2 separate regions of the Pan troglodytes genome follow, and region 1 is linked to region 2. The links are chromatin contacts, called in public Hi-C maps. All regions are on one chromosome and are shown on one strand. The core of a region is the stretch at or near the end of the contact, and the rest is flanking DNA. Distances in the headings are between cores, read along the strand shown. Region 1 overlaps LOC129143523 (a long non-coding RNA gene). Region 2 holds the start of CCDC80 (coiled-coil domain containing 80).

Evidence for each region. Hi-C and Micro-C count contacts between places; a contact is called where the count stands out from the background.
Region 1: a Hi-C map of blood shows a contact between it and region 2, with 10 times the contacts expected there. The contact joins the enhancer-like site here to the promoter of CCDC80 in region 2. A contact is called at or near these places in 3 of 7 Hi-C or Micro-C datasets (blood and induced pluripotent stem cells).

The regions. Positions count from the first base shown.
Region 1 is chr2:116,149,936-116,153,164 of NHGRI_mPanTro3-v2.0_pri, reverse strand. LOC129143523 (a long non-coding RNA gene) reads right to left here. Exons shown (of 3, transcript XR_008547063.2): 2 at 1,170-1,234. It overlaps CD200R1L (CD200 receptor 1 like), which reads left to right. Exons shown (of 6, transcript XM_054680893.2): 6 at 1-187. Among named protein-coding and RNA genes, the nearest start is that of CD200R1L, 27 kb to the left of the region's middle. Within about 2 kb of position 1,889, at least 1 of the 24 cell types and tissues checked has an H3K27ac peak or open chromatin away from gene starts, as enhancers often do.
Region 2 is chr2:115,977,194-115,980,706 of NHGRI_mPanTro3-v2.0_pri, reverse strand. CCDC80 (coiled-coil domain containing 80) reads left to right here and starts at 1,912. Exons shown (of 8, transcript XM_001156251.7): 1 at 1,912-3,513.

The DNA of each region.
Region 1 (3,229 bases), core at 640-3,139, 170 kb before region 2:
GTGATGGTCCAGCAGTGAACTTGGGCCATGGATGATGTTAAGGATAGAAGCCACTCAGTAGGATAGAAGAAAAGAAAGATGGAAGAAGGATCCTGGGCTTGATGACCATGAAGTTTCCCTATAAACCCTCAACCACCTATTCATTGACTTCTTTTGTGTTAGAGTGAATAAAATTTTGTTCATGCCAGTGTTATTTTTGGTTTTACTCTACACGCAGCTAAACTTAATACTAATTGATACAAATACCTAGTTTGTTAATCTGAAGGTTTGTGTCAATCTTGCTACAAATTATTTTCTACTCATATCCATTTTCATGTCCAATTTTTGTTCTTCCCCTAGTGACAATGAAACAGATGTTCCTACTCATGTGCAGTTGTTATGGTCTATTTTCATTCTGCCCATAGAGGTAATAAAAAGATGTAACTTCAGAAGATAGGAATCATAGATATGAGTGTTATCTCTATGACAGTTCAAGAAAAACTGTTGGTTATATAAATGCAAGGGATGCTCTGGGCTTGTTGTGGGAAGGGGCTTGAGAACTTGGAGATACATAAAAATGATCTAATAGCCAATCCCTAGATGTGTGAGAACATGTCTACATTATGGGATTCAGAAGGAAGATAAAGATACTGTTATGGGCTTTTAGAGAGAATGTGAGTAGGAGAAACAGGAGAACTGAAATCTATGAAATTTTATTTGTATTAAATTTGTATTAATTCTTTTTTCCACTGGATGAACTTTATTGTTTCTAGAAGAGATTTATGTGAATTCACGTTATTTCTTTATCCCATTCTCACTGCCATGATTAGATTGAAAGGGTAAAAAGCTACAGCTACTACCCCCATCCTCCCACTGCTATATAAAGATAAAAAAAACTCCACTTTTTTTTTCTGAACCCTCATATGTGTTCATATAGAGCTGACCTTTGAACAACATGGGGGTTAAGGGTGCTAACTCCCCATGCAGTGGAAAACTTGCATATAACTTTTGACTCCCCCAAAACGTAACTAGTAATAGCCTACTGTTGACCAGAAGCCTTACTGATAACATAAACAGTGATTTATATATAGTTTGTATGTTATATGTATTGTTTACTGTATTCTTACAATAAAGAAAGCTAGAGAAAAGAAAATATTAAGAAAATCATAAGGAAGAGAAAATATATGTACTATTTATTAAGCGGAAGGAAATCATCATAAAGGTCTTCATCCTTGTTGTCTTCACATTGAGTAGACTGAAGAGGAGGAGGAAGTAGAGAGGTTGGTTTTGCTGTCTCAGGGGATGCAGAAGTGGAAGAAATCCACATATAAGTAGATCTGTGCACTTTCAACTTGCTGTTCCAGGGTCAATGATATACATGCCCAACAAATTAACTGTGGTCCTAAATACAGGGAGACTGGGAGCAACTTTTAGCAGAACACAATTGAGAGCCACTAGATGGTGCTTCAACTTAAGTCTCTTAACATTTCGAAGCAAGCTAAGATCTACTAACCTTAAGCAATGTAATCCTGCATTAAAAAAATTTTTTTTCCATACTTCTCCATTTACAAATTCTTTAGGTCTTCTTGGGTGGTTTTGGAACAATTACAGAAGGAGAATAAAATGGTTTAACTTGAAATTAAGGGGAAAAAATCTTTTTGGTTCCTAAACTTGAATTGTACTACCGTTTTCATTTAATGTTAGTAAAAAACATTTTGTTTACCAAACAAGATAAAGGGATATTAATAGATTCACTTCGGGGAATGGGGAAATGTGAGGATATTTTAGTGGTTAAACCAAGATTAGTACTTGTTTCTTAAACTAGAGAGTTGAGATCACCCAATCATAAAATGCAAATAGCTGCTTGCTCATGTTCATAGCAGCAGATGGTTAGAGCTACAGATGAAATTAAGTGGCCTTCTTCACTTCCTAGATCCTCCTCCATATCTCCTCCCCCATCATCTTTTAGAGGCATGTGTGGTATTCTAAAGTTAAAAGGAAGCTACAGATAATTGAGGTCAACTTCCTCATTTTGAAAAAGAGGAAACTGAGACTCTCAGAGTTAAGTGACCATGGAGTGTTACTAAGAAGCCAGCTGGCCTACTTGGCTTGTTGCTGAGAGGAAGGCAGCCACCCTAAGGCCACAGTCAGACATGGCACAACTAGGGCAAGAGGGCTGACCATCTCTTTCTTGGTCCCCATCTTACTAATGAGGACTGAGAGCCCTTCACATGCTTTCCCTCCTGTCTGATTGGCCAAGACTGTATGACAATTCTTTAGCCAATCCCTGGCAAAGGGACTGAGATTTTGCTTATGTTGATTAGTCCTTTCATGCAGATGGGACTAAGATCAACACCTTTCACCAGACACACATCTTGTGGGAGAGGAGTGAGTGGGACTTGAACAAAATTGGGGCTTTGTTAAGAAGGAGAAATGAAGTATGTGTGTGAAGCCTTGATGAGGGGGATGATAGTAGTCAAACTTAATTTTAGAAGGCACATAAGAACATTGAAGGTGGACGCAGGCAGGGAAGAAAGGCATGCCGGGAAGAGAGGACAGCATGGATGAAGGCAAAGTGGTGTAACAGGGTGTGTCTCTTTCAGGGCAATGGGGAAATTGTCCATATCATCTCCTCACACAAACTCTACATTTCATGAGGTCATCTGAGGACAGAAGACTGCTATTAAGAATGCCAGGAGAGTTTTGCAGGACAAGCAAATCTTGATCAATTTACAATGTTTTCTGAACAGAATGTCCAAATATTCTGACTGATTCACCCAACATTGATTTTAAGATTAAATAAGGAGCCAAGAACATTGGTTTATACAAAGTAGAGAACCAAAGAGAGGCTGGGGAGAGGCAGTGAGTCTGACAGATGATGTCTCTAATCTCAGAAGGGTGGGACTTGGTTTCTGAGCTGGGTAAAGCTGGCAGAGTAGAGACAATTCTCCTTATTCTGGTTTTTCTTGATAAAACATGAAAATTATTCTTGCTCTTAACCCAGTTGAGGAGAGGGCTTGGGGAATAATCTTTATACATTTCTAAATGTCCTTGTGAAAAGTGTCATAGAAGCACAAAGTCTTATTATCCATCCTACCTGTTTCCAAATGCTCCTCATGCACACATTGGTGAGTTCCTCCCTAGAATGTCTCTTCTCCCAAAGACATGGGGGGCCAACGCACAGAGAAAACATTTTTAGTTGTGACTTCTTCAGTTTGAAGCTCCCACATGTTGAGGAGGGAGCTCTTCA
Region 2 (3,513 bases), core at 663-3,162:
GCGTGCCTGGCACAGCGTGTTACCCTGAGCCTTGGTCCCAGGTTGCTGAAGTCTTGGATTAGTGTGGGTCTGACCAGTTAGCACACTCCTTTTTGGATGCCTTCTTACATTCACTCCAGCTTTCGTCAAATAACTATCCCCACCCTAGTTTCTCTAAAGCAGTTCTAGTTTGTACATTCTTTCCTTTCCTCCCCACAAATTACTACAAAACCAGTGTCAGGTAGTTTCCTATCAATTAATTCCCAAATTAGCATTTCTAAAGTCTACTTTAACATTTTCTTCCTTTCACCTTTTCTGACTCAACATCAATGTCTTCCTTTCAGATATCACCAACCCCCACCACCCTCCCCCAACCCCTAGCACTAATTGGTTAATTGTTTCTTCAGTTGCAGAAAAATAGAAAGATCTAAATGGAGGACTTACAAAATATGGAGCTCTTAAATAACGGACTTGGAATTGAGAATTATTACAAGCCATTAATCATTATAGGTCTCCCCGGAAATGAATGAATGAGAATTTATCATTGCTCTTATTAGGTACGTGCCTCCAAGACTTCTTCAGGAGGATTTTCTGAAGCCCCAGGTAAGCGTTTAGGCATTGAGATGAAAACAAGCATGAGAAGCCCCACTTTGCCAGTGTGTGCGTATGTATCTGTGTGTGAGAAGAGACTGGGGGAAGGCGTTGGGTGTGGGGTGGGGACTAACGGACGTGGTGGAGTGTTAGGTCCTCTCTGGTGTGTGTGTTTAGTGCGCCATCTGGTGACTGAAGCTCACAGAGGGAAGAAAGCCTGAGGTCCTAGGAAGACAGGCACAACTCAGGGTTGGGGTGGCTCCTCACCGTCAGTTTGAGGTTGCTAAAGTGGCTGTATTTCAGCTTTACCAGCGCACAGGTGACAAATGTTGTGCATATCATGGAGAGGTTTGTGTAAGTCATGACTTATTCAAGAAAAAGAATAAAGGGCTTTAAGGACCTATTGAGAAAAGCAAAAAGTACAGTTACACAATTATCCCAGACGGTAGGACTCTAAAAGTGTAAGTACTCTGGTTGAACAAATAAATGAAACTCTTCTATGAATGTGGGAAATGCAAAAAGGAATTGAAGGAAGGGAAGAAACTGAAGGTATGAGTAGAAAATTAAAGAGAGAGGCAAGATAGCATCACGCTTTGTAGGCTGTTCTAAACCTGGGTTCAAATTTCAGAGCTACTGCTTACCTTTTGTGGGACAATAGGCAATTTATTTAAACTCACCAAGCCTCAGTTTGCTCATCTATAAAATGAGGATCATTCTATTTACTTCCTAAGGATACTGTGAGGGTTAAATAAAAGAATTCACAAAAATACTAAGCCCAAAGCTTCACATGTAAATGCTCAATAAATGGTAGTTGTTATAAGCAGAGAGAAGAGAAGAGGAAATGAAAAGCCAGAAGGCAGAAAGCTCAGTAAGGATAGTGTAGGACGCATTAGAAAATTATGAGAAAGGAAGTAACATCTAGGACCCTCCAACTTAGCACAAGGCTAGGTTGATCAACCCAACAGGTGAATACCACGAAGGCTGCAATCTATGACTCCAGTGGACAGAGGGTCTCTGCCTGAAGCCCACTTTTGTTATTATCCTTACAAGTGTCTGAGAGAATGCCACAGCAGGGCTGGCCATCCTTCTTGGTACCCCTGGGACTTCAAAGTGTGGCCGGGCAACTCTATAGTTAACCTCTATACAGGACTTTCTCAGTTCCATGCTCGTAGCTTATGTGAAAAAAGTCAAATGTGACCAGGGCAAGATGGGGCTGATCAAGGCATAACAACTAGGGATGAAGTTTGATCCAGTGAGGGACGCTATTAGCATGACTGAGCTGGCAAGGAGGTTTCTGAGAACCCTGGCTTGCCACTGTTGGTGGCAGTTAATAGTGACGTGGAGAGTCAGCTCGCCCAGCATGGCCGGAAGAAATATCCACGTAACCTGAGACCCCTTCCTTCTCCACTGAATCCTTATGGCAGACTCAGGAGGTAGAATCCCAAAGCTGCCTCACTCTCTCTTTCGGAACCTGATAAGTCTACTTCTATGGATTGCCTAAAGCCCTTCAGACATCTAAAGTCTCTGCAGAGGAAAATATTGCACTACACACACACACACAAACACACACACTCGGGACCTCCAAGGGAGCCCTTAGTCTACCATCTGCAGCCAGAGCTTTGAAGCTAGAGATCATAATGCCTGTTCCCTGATGTAATAGTCAACTGCAATCTCGACTTGCAGCCATTGCCTGCATTTCTAACCTTTTACCAGCTTCCTTCCATGCCGAGGAGAAACTAGGACCAAGAACACAGTAATATGATCCCCAATTAGCATAAAATATAAACAACCTAGTCATGTTTTCCATGGGCTTTTCCAACCTCAAACTAAAAGCACAAAGCAGGGAGAAAGATATAAGAATATACACATGGAACTATAAATACATATATACTGTCTGTGTCGGCACAGCCAAGCACCCTGACCCAAATGAGTATCTGTCTCTAAGAAAAGCATGTAGCCTGATGCAGAAATCGGAGAATTTTCTCCTTCCAAAGTACAGTGTAAGAACAGACTGGAAGAGAAGTTACCCCGATTACTTGGTTTGGAAGGGGTTAAGGCACCAGTCATCCTCTTCTAAAGTGATTTATGATGATGTGTGGAGTTTAAAAACTTTCCCCCACCCCAAAGAACAGCCCTCTCACTCCTCACTGAGTCCACTCTGAACGTGCTAAAATGGGAAGGAGGCGGTGTTCTGCTGATCTGTTAAATTCTTAGTGAAGTGTCCTTGATTTCCAGTGGCTGCTGTTGTTTGAGTTTGGTTTGGAGCAAAACTGAGGTAGTCCTAACATTTCTGGGACTGAATCCAGGCAAGAGAAAGAAGAAAAAGAAGAAGAAAAAGAGGAGGAAAAAGGTAGGGAGAAATAAAGGGAGGAGAGAAGCATAGTGAAAGAAAAAAAAAGTCCCTTTTCGACATCACATTCCTGTGTTTTCCCTCAGCCTGGAAAACATATTAATCCCAGTGCTTTTACGCCCGGAAACAAAGAGACTAAGCCAGACTGTGGGGGAAAGGGAGATAAGAAGGATCCTGGAACTTTAAAGAGGGAAAGAGTGAGATTCAGAAATCGCCAGGACTGGACTTTAAGGGACGTCCTGTGTCAGCACAAGGGACTGGCACACACAGACACACGAGACCGAGGAGAAACTGCAGACAAATGGAGATACAAAGACTTAGAAGGACAGCTCCTTTCACCTCATCCTACTTGTCCAGAAGGTAAAAAGACACGTCCAGAAGGTAAAAAGACACAGCCAGAAAGAAAAGGCATCGGCTCAGCTCTCAGATCAGGACAGGCTGTGGATCTGTGGCGGTACTCTGAAAGCTGGAGCTGCAGCACACCCCTTTTGTATTGCTCACCCTCGGTAAAGAGAGAGAGGGCTGGGAGGAAAAGTAGTTCATCTAGGAAACTGTCCTGGAAACCAAACTTCTGATTTCTTTTGCAACCCTCT